2 separate regions of the Danio rerio genome follow, and region 2 is linked to region 1. A link is a contact called in public Micro-C data. All regions are on one chromosome and are shown on one strand. Each heading gives the region's core, a stretch centred on a gene start, on an enhancer-like site or on the middle of the called end of the contact. The rest is flanking DNA. Distances are from core to core; before and after follow the strand shown. Region 1 holds the start of slc25a43 (solute carrier family 25 member 43). Region 2 holds the start of tex11 (testis expressed 11).

Region 1 (6,167 bases), core at 1,450-3,949:
TTTCCTGGAATACTGGAACACCATGTACGGGTCTTTCTAAAGGCATTTCCGGTGTCTCTGTTAACCCCTGCAGCATGTGAAAGTACACGTGACCAGTACAACAATGGAGTACTTTTGTTTATGGACAGGCAGAGGCTAAGCTCCTGTGAAGCGCATAGTTCATATCCATGGAAACGCCACAGCTGATACTGCTATGGCAAGCTGTTTGAGCATTTACCCTAAAAAACATACCAGCATCTACTTTCATGCTACCAGTACTTAATTTTAGATACTAACGTCTTTGTCATTAATTTAGTATTAATACTCTATTCTTATCTACGAGTGTTTTAGGTACTATAATGGTTATTTAATATATGCACGATCTTGTTTATTAGATACTAGTACTTATTTCAACAGTAACTTGTAAATATTGTCTTAATTAACTTTTTTTATTACTTTGAATGGTATGGAAATTTATTATTGACCTAACAACTATTTAATTATGAATAGTATCTATATTCCAATGACTCATTACTGCCCAGGGCCGTTTATATCAAAGTTGATATTTAGCCGCACCATGTTGGTGTTTCGTAACATCTAATTTTTATGAGATGGGTCGTTAGCCTAACGCTCAAACCCCAACCTGAAGGACCAGGACATACACACATACACCACAGACAATTTAGCCTACCCAATTCACCTATAGCGCATATCTGTAGACCAGCGAACTTCTTGCTGTGAGGTGACAGCACTACCCACTGCGCCACCATGCCACCCGTTTATTTAATACAGGTTTATTATTTGTAACATACTTGTATTTACTAGTAGTTATTCTATTTTTGAATCATCCATAAATTAATAGTAATTATTCCAATAGTTACTATTATCTTTATGAATATTTCCAATAGGAATATGAAAAATATGATTACTTATTCACTATTAGATATTGTGATAGATTCATTAGCTATCAGTACCTGTTAAAATGGTAGTTTTTTTGTTAGGCATTAGTTCTTATTTATTATACACTAACATATTTTGTAATTATTGCTATAATTATTCTTATCTCACTAGTATCCATTTTATAGGTTATAGGCGTATAGACCAGCATATAATAAGTACCAGTGTCTAATAAATAATAACTATAGTATTTCATAAAATAATGTGTATCTAATGAGCTATTCCATGCAAATGTCAACCTTGTCATGAAAAAAAAGAAACGTTTTCACCAAAATAGTGAAATCCTTAAGTAATTTTTCCTTAAGATACTATTCATAATTATTTTTTGTGTGTGTGTGTGTGTGTGTGTGTGTGTGTGTAGGCTTGTATTTGATTTACCAAAGTCACACCAGGGGCAATATCACATCTTATTGTTCTTTAGTAAGCCAACTCTCATCCTTTTGATTAGAATTGTTTCTTTTGGGTTGTGCAGTTTACTTCACAGAATTTCTACAAAATATGCTGTATACTGTAAATTTGTTTTTTAGTCACATCCACAACAACATCCATTATTTTCTCTCATTTTAAGTATAAAAATGTTTACAGATTGATATTTTTCTGATCCCATAACTCTGTGATTAGTTGTTTTGGAAAATATAAACAGATGTTTTAATATAATGTTAATATATACTTTCTCTGTGAATTATTGTTTTGAGTTTTTACTGCAAACGTCACATTTATAATGCTGGAATTGCTCATTTGCTCTTATATATATTAAAAAAAGGTTCTAATGAATAAGCACAATTAGCTATTTAAGAAGTGTTAGTCTTACAGGGAAAAGATAAGTATCTAAATATAGATAACAGTAACATGAAAATAGATCATATTACAGTTTATAGATTAATGTTATGTCAGCTTGCCATAATACTGGTACTGTACTCATTTTATGAATGCGCTAATTTTATGACTTCACAGAAATCAGACCACGCCTACTATGTGACGACACATCAACGTGCTCGTTTTTTGAGCAACGTGATTGGTTATGAATAAAGGCGTGATGTGATACGTCAGGATGAACTTATGTAAACCCCCTGCTAACGAATTAACAAAAGCTAAACTAAATAAAGAAATTAAATAACATTTTGTTTAAACGTCCTCTCTTAAATCTGACATCCCACGCACATTTAAACGTGTTAATTATATCTCATAATCAATAATTCAATCATTTACATTCATCTGCTTTCAAACGCTATCGAGTTAACGCGTCAACTTCCTGTTGTGTTTGTTTACCATGACAGCTGATCGAAAAGTTTATCTTATCTTTAAACAGAATACTCAAAACTGTTAAACCTACACTTGAGGTAAACGCTAATCACAAAGTACGCATTTGTGTGAATATTGAAGTATAATAAAAGGTATAATACTTACTTTTTGTACGTTGCTAAATGTATGGCACTGTAGGGAAACAGCCGTAGACAGGAAACCATGTTACCCTTCCAAAATGCTCGAAGTCCCTCATTCTGACAAATTAAAACAAAGCTGTCCAGGAAGCCGCGTTTACAGTGAAATGTTCCTACTTGGCTCAAAATCTTGACGACTTCCAACGGCGAAGTTACAGTTTTGCTAAAAATCCCGGCAAAACCGACGCACATCAAACTTTGCGAACTCGTCAGTCGAGCATCCTTTTTGACTGTTGCCATACTTCATTCGAAAGATTCCCCCTTTAACCGTTCACATAAAAACAACAGATGTGGGAATGACCACACTAACGGTTTTGTTTATCATACAGCCGTCCAGCTGCAGAGTAACTTGTCATCCAGCAGGCTGTCCAATTGGTGGATATTTTGGTGAAGGCGGGGTGTCGCCTGTGCAAGTTTGGTTGCATGAAAAATCAATCAATAATACCTGTCAAAAAAGCTATAGATGGAAAGAAATTGCTATAACTCATATCGTGTCCCAGACAGCCACAAATAAAGTAAACATGTTTATATTTTTCGCTTTACGTCAACGAAATAGACGCATATGTGTAATGTAGTGTAGGCTGATCCTCTTCTTGTTTTTGTTTTCGATTATATATTTGAATAACAAAGCTTAAAATGGCATTTTAAAGTAGGCTATGTGACCGTGGACCACATTACCAGATATATTAGTAAGAATAGCCAACCATACAGGTGTATGAGGCAAAATTATCGATATTTTTATGACAAAACTCATTGTGATATTACGTAAAGATCATGTTTCAATGTTTCAGGCATTTGGTCAAATTTCTACCGTAAATAGGAGAGAATTGCAACAAGACGTATTCCTCCATTCAGGAAGGATCTAAATCAGGGGTGCCCAAACGTTTTCAAGGGCCAAAAAGCAAACTTGATTGAGGGCTGTGAGTCGAAGTTGTACCAAATATAACATTAAACGTGACATGTGTAATTTCTTCATTTATTTGCTAATATTTAAAACTAACTAGAAAACGTTGCTTTAAAATGTATTAAGTGATGATGCTTTATGATTTTTTTTAGCATTTTCTAATGAGCATATTACAGTAAAAACATAAACAGTCCTATTCATAACACCATAAAGTTCAATGCTGAATACACAAGTCGAGCTGTTCCTACCTTGCCTTGATTTGCTCACCAATATCTTGTGCATTGTCCTTTATCTGACAGTATTTACGTTTTAAAAGTGTGATTAATTTACATTTAATTCAAACCTTTCATTTTAGTTGGCTTAATGTAAACTAGAGTTTACGTTAAATTCAAAATGATTATTTCTGTCAAAGGTATTTGCCCCAATCAACTCCCCATAATTCTCCATCTCTTTTCAGACGGGATGGCAGGCAAAATCAAAGGTTTCCATGGGCCAACTTTGGCCATCTCTGAGCTAAAGTGATGATATTGATACTACATATTCTCAGTTAGACCCTCCTTTAATCTGAGAGAAATCGGCCATATGTGAAAAAAAGTTAATTAAATAAATAAATAAATAAATATATATATATATATATATATATATATATATATATATATATATATATATATATATATATATATATATATATATATATATATATATACTTTTACGACAGAAACGTGCACGAGCAGTTATCTAGATTATTTAAACTGAACTCAGACTAGTCAGATCAAATGATCTTTAACTTGCTGTTATGGAACCAATTTTTTGTTATGCTGTTATGGAACCAAGCGTGGACGTTTAGTTCAGCTCATTGAAGTCAGGCTTTTGACTTTAATCTCCGCTTTTCTTAACCACTTTTATGAAATAGCCCCCAGGTTCGTTAATTTATTTACTGCTTATTTGTGTGCGGCAATCCAAAGTAACCATACTTGACCAGCAGATGGCAGCCTTGTCTCAAAAAAGAGACAGAATCTTGTAAACAAAAACATTTCAAATGTAAAACATTCTTCTCAAAACAGTCTTCCCAAGTTATGACCACACAAGTCTTAAGAAGCATAATTTCAATAGAGCAAACTATGGCTTCCTCATATGTGGAAAATATAAATAAAGAACATAAATATACAAATTCAAATTTTAATTGCCAAATAAAACATTAATAAAATTCTTATTCTTCCAATGAAGCTTGCACCATACTTCATGTAGTTTGATTATTTATTTATTCATTCATTTATTTATTTTAGCAGTTATTGACTTGCTTGTAGGGCTATATAAATATTAGGGTCAGAAACAACTAAAATAAATTCTAACAAGGTGCAATATATTGATTAAAAGTGACAGTGGCCATTTAACTTAATGTCACAAAAGCTTTCTGTTTTTAAATATAAGCTATTTTACTTGAATTATTTGATTATTAACATTTTAATTACAACATAAATATGGATTTCACAAGATATATTCATAATTTATTTTAAAAGAAAAAAATGTGTCTTAAACATCAAATCAGCATATTATATATATTTTGTAACACAGAGGCATTTTAAAATTTAGTAAAATAGGATTTTTTTTTGTAAAAATATATGCAATTTTTTCTGTATATATATTCCTATAGATAGCCTTTTTGAGCATATTAGACTTACATTTTTCTTAAATTATTATTCTATATTAAAAAAATACATTTTATTACCCCAATTTGTACATGATTCAATATACAAAATAAACATGTAGTTACTGAGATACACCTTCAACATATTGAACAGACTAAAAAAAGGTATAAATACAAGAATCCAGCAGATGGCAGTCTTTACCCAAAACCACACAATTTACAAATGAGCAATGGTGTTAATCTCTGATATAATGAAGTTATGCATGTAAAGCATTAGGAGAAGAAAGCAAATGAGGAAGATCATTTCAATGTGATATCTTAGGTTAATAATGTGTTGTAAATATCTAAATGCATTTATAAGCACATACTACCCAACATAGCACAGCACTGTTTTACTACATGTGCACTTAATGTGATTATATTTACCAATTGCAACAGCTATAATTAGTTCATCAGGGAATTAATTAATCTTGTTCATGAAGCCCATGGTTTGAATATAAGTTTTTATCTCTAAAGCACACACTGATTTTGTTCATGCTCTGTTTGTGTTAACAATTTTTAATCCCCCAAAGGACGAGTCGTGTAAACAATCTCCTCTATGCCACTCATACCCTGACATGACAACAAACGCAATAAAGGATGCCACATTGCGGCATGTTGCCCAATGTATGAAAATGAGCACATGAGTCCCCCTAATTTCCCAGCAGGGTCTTGTAGTTCCTTTCCTGTCAGAGTTAGTGTTTGTTTTCAGCCTGTATCCCCCTGCGATGTGCGCCTCCCTCCCCTGCTGAGTCGACAACCTCAGCTGCCTGTGAAGAGCCCACCTCCTGTCTGTAGCTCGGCCACTTGGCTTTTTCACAAAGGCTACTGGAATAACAGTGTCCCGAGAAGGAAATGATAGTCTGTTCAAAAGAGCCTCTATGCCACTGCATTGCAACTTGAGGGGGGGTGGGGGGGGGGGGTTGTTTTGAGCATTATAATATTGCATAGTTCATATTCTGATCATAGAGGTTTCCTATAGGCACATTTAACCAATTTCAATCTACATTGTTCTTGTTAACTATTATAATATTGCATACATAGCGCAATTAACAGTCGTTATCCTGATCTTAAGAGTTAACTCAGGCACATTTGACCAATTCCAAACTACACTGTTCTTATTAACTTTTATAATATTGCATATACATATATGGATATATCCAGGGATGGGCAAAACTACATCAAAATGTATTTTACAATA
Region 2 (6,147 bases), core at 98-2,597, 160 kb after region 1:
TTAAATGCAGATTTAAATGCTGATAAAAGCCACCATGTAAAGTGTATTATGCAGTAAATTGCAACATTTAGTTTTTGAATTAGAAAGATTAAGAGATAAATTCTTGTAAAATAAAAGCTAGTCATTTTTTACCTTTTTCTTTTTTTCCCAAAGCATTTATAGACAATACATTTCAGGTTATGTCTTCAGGTTTGGCAGCAGATGTTTTACAGAGATATTTCTCGAATACACAATATTCGGCCTAGCATTGACCTTTCATACCCAAGTCTAACTGTGAGATGAAATATTTTTAAACCTGGCACAGATGTATAAATACGCCTGTTTATTATTATTTTAATATTATTTATGTTGCAGACTTTAGGAAATCTTGTGTCCATCTCTCTGACCGCATGTCACAAGGATCATGTTTGTTTTTTTCGTTCTCCTGTGCAATCAAGCCCTCTGAACTGATCACATTTCCCTCAGACCAGTACGGTGGCTAGATAAGACTCAGGCAGAAACAATTGCTGGAAGCCGAGCATGCAGAGGAGTGGGCTTTTAAGACATCTTATTTTTGAATCTAGTGCCGTGAACACAATAAGAGACTTCACAAACCATTCTGTGTACGCAGCTTGAGCTCTTTCCTTCAGCTCAACAATGACCTCCCCTGTTAAAACAAAAAGCTCAGCGTTATCAGCACATACTTTCTTTGGGGTGAATGAGGTTTTAACTAGCAGAAGGTGATGAATATTATGTTTAAACAATGCTATTATACTATGTAATGGGCCAGACCTTTCAACACGGAAATTCTGAATATCAAAAGAGCAGGCCTAGTTCTCCATTTATCTTAAAATATTATTTAGAGCGCTTGTTTCTGAGGCTTTTATATTTCATTTTTATATTCTATTACTATTTATAATAAAAGTGCATTTAATATAGTGGAAATTGTGCGCTATAATGTAACTAAATATTAAATTTAAGTTTATTTGTACAGAGCTTTTTACAGTAATTATTGTTTCAATGCAGCTTTACAAAAGATGCACATTTTTGCATTACAATCACATAATTGCATTACTTTAATTAAGTAAACCTCAGTTACTTAAGTTACAATCAAATAGCAGTTATTATATACAGACACATGCAATTTTATAGCATATGAGTGATGTCCAAATAGCAAAATGATTGTAGTTGTTAATATTAATGAGGCTGGATTATTAATCTTGGCTTCACCACGCCAAATAAATTGTGTGAACCTGAATGAAATATTTTAGGGAGACATGATGAGTAACAGCAAGTTAAAAACCGTGTGTGAGACACCACCTTGCGGTCACTCAGCGGTATTACACTCCGGCTGAAGCGCGTCCTCGTGCGTGTTTTGGCGGGGAGCGGTCGCGAGGGGCAGCGTTGGTTTTTTTCCAGTCACACAGAAACTTCATACAAAATACAACCTTTTAAAATTACTTCAGATTTTTTAGATACACAAAATATAATATGGAGCAGTTTGCTGTCGAAGTAAAAGGTACGTTTGCGGTAAAAGAAAGATATGTGGTACCAGTCAATTCAATGTATAAAAGATACGCTATTGTGTATTTACTATGAGATGAGCTATTGTGTTTTTTTACAAAACAATTATTTATCTTACATATTTTAAGTGATATTAATATAATGACAAATAACAGTTTCAACTTACCTTTTGTAAGTAATTTAACAGGTTATGTGAAGATATTTCGTGGTTTGACGTTCCTTTCACAGACCTGTCAGAGAAACTCCTCCACAGACAGAGCCATTCAGACTTGGATGAAGTGATTGATTCCCTCTTCAAGGAGATTTTAACTCTAGATGAAGCTGCAAAACTACAGGATTCACAGGTGTGGAAAATACACTTCTTTTGAAATCTACGGAAGCCCCCAGGGATCTTGTAGCGTTGTGTTTTGAAGACATGACGTCTTTATTTTGTTCTCGACATAAATATATATTATTTCGTATTTTAAGTTAACATCTTACACAGAAATCAGGTAATTGTGGTTCAATATTTAATAATTTAGTTGTTTTTGTAGCTGGAGGAAATCGCCATCCAGTTGTGGAACTGGGCTGTCACCAAACGTGTTGGCACCTCAATTACAGAAGAGCAGAAGGCCAAAGGTCTGTCCTTGTATTAGTCTTTTGTTTTATTAACTTTAATATAAATTAGATTTTTTTTTAAATAATAATACATGTATTAATTAGGCCTAATAATTATAATTAATAATGATTTTACTTGCCTGTATTAAGTATCTATTTAATACTGTTGGGGGTTTCAATCTGTAGTCTGGGAAATGTAGAAATGTTTAATAAATTAAAATAATTGGTCAATGTAGTTAATACAATTTTAAACATGTTTAAATTAGCCTTTTATGGACGCACAAATGAACATACTAGCAGGAGCGGACTTAATCAATAATCAAAGTTAGCAGCCGCCTAGGGCCCCAGGGAATTATGGGTCCCTGACCAATGCCAAGAAGCCTATATTAATCATATATCTCGTTTATACATTTTTTAAATCATATGTTGTAAAATCTGTGTATAGAGTCTGTTCAAATAAAATAACATTGCTCAGTGAAAATGAACGGCTGCCGATTCACAAACAGCAATTATTCAGTTAACTTAAATGATCGTGAATTAAATTTGTTAAAACTTTTTTATTTACTTATATCAAAATCTTTTCACCAAAATGGCTCATTTAGTTTAAATAGTTGCAAATTACTTGTTTTTTTTTTTTATTTGTGAATGTATTACATTTAATTTTAAATAAAAAAGAAAAAGCTTCCAGTAAATATAAAAATATAGAAAATATACTTTTTTATATACTTTTTATATATATTTATTTATTTAAATACTTTAACATGCTGTTTATTTACAATAATAATAATCTACAGAGAAAAAAAATGTATAAGAGAATGTTTTGAGTTTCAGTGCTAGGGCCCCATACCCAGAATTGCTTAGGGCCCCTGAATCACTAAATCCAGTATATATTTTAATTTAATGCCATGTCACCAATTAAAGCTATTGTCATGGCAAGAACATTTCAGTTACAAGTATCCAATCAAATATGAACAAAAATTTGTACATAAATTAAATAAGATGTTTAGTGTTTAACCAAGTCTAGTTTTAAAATGTCTTAAAACTTTGCGTGAGATTTTAGGTTGTATTTCATACAATTTGTTATTTTCCAATGCATCCCACTCCTCTTGCCACTTATTTAAAATGTAAACATTGATAAAATGTCTCATCTCTGGCATTTGTTCACCACTTGTTTCAAAGCATCCTTAGCAGCCACATCAGCTCACTCATTTCCTGAAAGTACAAGATGTCCTGGAACCCAATAAAAAATGGTATGACAAAACTGGTTTTGTAGATGGTGAACTTTAGTTAAACATTATCAATGAAAGGATGATCATTTTTTGAAGATTCCGTCACTTGGAGGCATGATTTGGAGTCTGAAAAATTATTCTTTTGTTGGACATTTTCTATATATTCCAAGTAAAAGTAAAGCACAGGCTTCAGCTATGAATATTGAGCATTCTTTTGGCAGACTAATTTCATAACGATGTTCAGCCACCATTACTGCAGCTACGCTCCTTTCCACTTTTGAACAGTCTGTAAAAATTGGTAAGTGTAGAGCAGGTGTGACCAACCCTGTTCCTGAAGTTCGACCTCCCTGCAGATTTCAGTTGCAACCCATATGAAATACACCTGCCTGTAATTATCAAGTGCTGTTCAGGTCCTAATTAATTGGTTCAAGTGTGTTTGATCAGGGTTGGAGCTGAACTTTGCAGGAAGGTCGATATCCAGGAACAGGGTTGAGCACCACTGGTGTCGAGAATATTGGCTTCTACTAGTATAAAGAAGACAAACAATTGTAAAAAAAAAAAAAAAACATAATTTAACGATAGTACAATAATTTTAGTATAAACATTATTAAATTTAATCAATTAATTATGCAAAATGTCAATTAATAGATGCAGATTTTGTTAATATGTTGTTAAAAATAAATAATTATATAAATGTGTATATAGTTAATATATTATAAAATGTGCTAATGCAATAGAGCTATATAATTAATAATATTTTGGACATTTATAGCAACATTTTACAGTACAATTTGTGACTTTTACACAAGAAACCTTAGATGCATTTAGCATTTTAGGATAGGTTCATGGCATCTAAACAGTTGTAAACCCCTGTATTACAGTTTTTGGGTGCCAATCAATCTTTGTTTTCTATCACTGACAGAGATATAGTTAATATCCTTGAATACAAACAAATAAAAATGTTAAAGTGTATCCCAGATGTTTACATAGATGTCAATTATTTAATTATTTAATACTCTACAAATTTGTTTTAGTGCGTCATGTGGCATGCAGACTTCTGTATTCATGCGGGCCTGAGAACCCATCAGAGAGTATCGTGCGCAAGCAAATACTGGTTAGTGAAAAATTATTTCCAGCAGTCTTGTTTATTAGCTTGTACTAATTTGACATTCACACAGAAGTCAGTAATAAAGTGGTTCATGCATATGCACAGTACATTTGTTTATTTCCATCCCTTGTGCATGCTCCTTGCATATTTGACTGAAATCTTACTTGTTTGTTTCTCAGATGGCCAGTAAAACTGGGAGAACATGGCTCGATTGTAAAAACTCCAAGTCTGCGGATGCTTTTTTGAGCATGGCTGTCAATGTATGTATGAATTCATTGAAAAAAACAGACAATATTGGCGGAACAAGAAAAAATTGCATATAATAAATAAATATATAATGCTATTGTGTGGTGGAATATTGATAAGTACCCATAATTATTTTTCACATTTTGGTAGTGTACTTACTGTAGGGTGTTTTGGGTTGACTTTTCCAATACTATTTAAAACTTGGTTACTCTCTGAACCCAGCCCGTCTCGTTGTAAATTTATTATTTATTTAATGCTTTTTCTGGATAAATTTTACATCCATAAATGAAAAAAAATAAATTCTAAGTAACTCCTTTTTTATTTTCAGAAACGATTTTGATAATATGTGAACTAGGGCTGCAGGATGCTATTAAAATTTTCTACAGTTCTGCAGTCTTTGTAAATATTTTTTTCTTGCATCGAAATAAATAAGACACAATAATATTGACGTAATACATGAATAAGAAACCACAAATATGCTACTTTTACAGAGCCTGGAGACTCTTTACAGCAGACTAACATCCCATGGAGATGGAGAAGATATGAACACACCAAAGGGCGACATAGAGAAAGACCTGTTGCGGATTTTGTCTTATCAGGCAGAATCTGTTAGTAGAGATTGCTTAGCATGTGCAAATGTGTGTATTTTTTTATATGCAAGTTTATTTTTGCTTTTATAGGCAGTATCTCAAGAGCAACACCAAGTGGCAGTGTCATGCATACAGCGATGTAAAGAAATCCTTCTACGCCTCCCTAAAGAGGTGGACAAAGTGGTGCAATTTTTAAATTCTGATTTAAGAGAGCGAAAATTTATAGTATAAATGGAAATAATGCTGCCTCTGTGAAATCCTGTTTAGACTGGCTATCTCTCCCTCATCTGTTACAACTTTGGGGTTGACACTTACAGTCAGGGAAAGCATGAAGAGAGCACATTTTGGCTTAGGTAAGGATCTCTGTAATAATATAATAAATATACTAAATAATAAACTCTCTGGTTTTCTCCCACAGTCCAAAAAACATGCATCATTAGTGAATTGATTAATCTAAATTAGCACTTTAGTAGAGCTCTTAACCAGCTGTATATCTCTCTCTATATAACAATTTTAATCTGTCATCAGCTCTAAATAAGGGGAAGTTCTTGAGACTAACCTGAGCTTAAACTCCCCTCTCGCTCTAATGGGAGAAAGCCCAAGGCTCAAGGACATTGACCTCAGGGCTTTCTCCTGGGGCAGCATGCCAAACTTGCTTCATAAATTAATCATCAGCTAAGTGTTAACTTGGTAAAAATAATCTGATTTGGTGTTCACGAAAAATTTCTTAATGTTTTTGTGGACGCTGTGATATCCGTTTTCATGAGGATTATTTAAATAGAAAGTTCAAATGAACAGCATTCATTTAAACAGAAGTATTTTATAACTCTTTAATTGTCCTTGCGGTCACATCTTCAATTTAATTACTAATTTT

The links. A called contact is a pair of places that touch in the nucleus more often than the background predicts.
Region 2: a contact with region 1 is called in a Micro-C map of caudal fin, with 6 times the contacts expected there. The contact joins the promoter of tex11 here to the promoter of slc25a43 in region 1. A contact is called at or near these places in 7 of 18 Hi-C or Micro-C datasets (caudal fin, embryo, gastrula embryo and 2 more) and 1 of 4 datasets of contacts at active chromatin or transcription factors (gastrula embryo).

Annotation. Positions count from the first base shown.
Region 1 is chr14:37,437,797-37,443,963 of GRCz12tu, forward strand. It overlaps slc25a43 (solute carrier family 25 member 43), which reads right to left and starts at 2,700. Exons shown (of 5, transcript NM_001004497.2): 1 at 2,344-2,700. The coding sequence starts at 2,615. The region is part of intron 2 of si:rp71-46j2.8 (a long non-coding RNA gene); the gene reads left to right.
Region 2 is chr14:37,595,532-37,601,678 of GRCz12tu, forward strand. It overlaps tex11 (testis expressed 11), which reads left to right and starts at 1,348. Exons shown (of 31, transcript XR_012389866.1): 1 at 1,348-1,498; 2 at 1,732-1,847; 3 at 2,037-2,121; 4 at 4,364-4,443; 5 at 4,617-4,697; 6 at 5,175-5,291; 7 at 5,364-5,444; 8 at 5,541-5,626. It overlaps LOC141377555 (a long non-coding RNA gene), which reads right to left and starts at 1,902. Exons shown (of 2, transcript XR_012389889.1): 1 at 1,670-1,902; 2 at 308-646.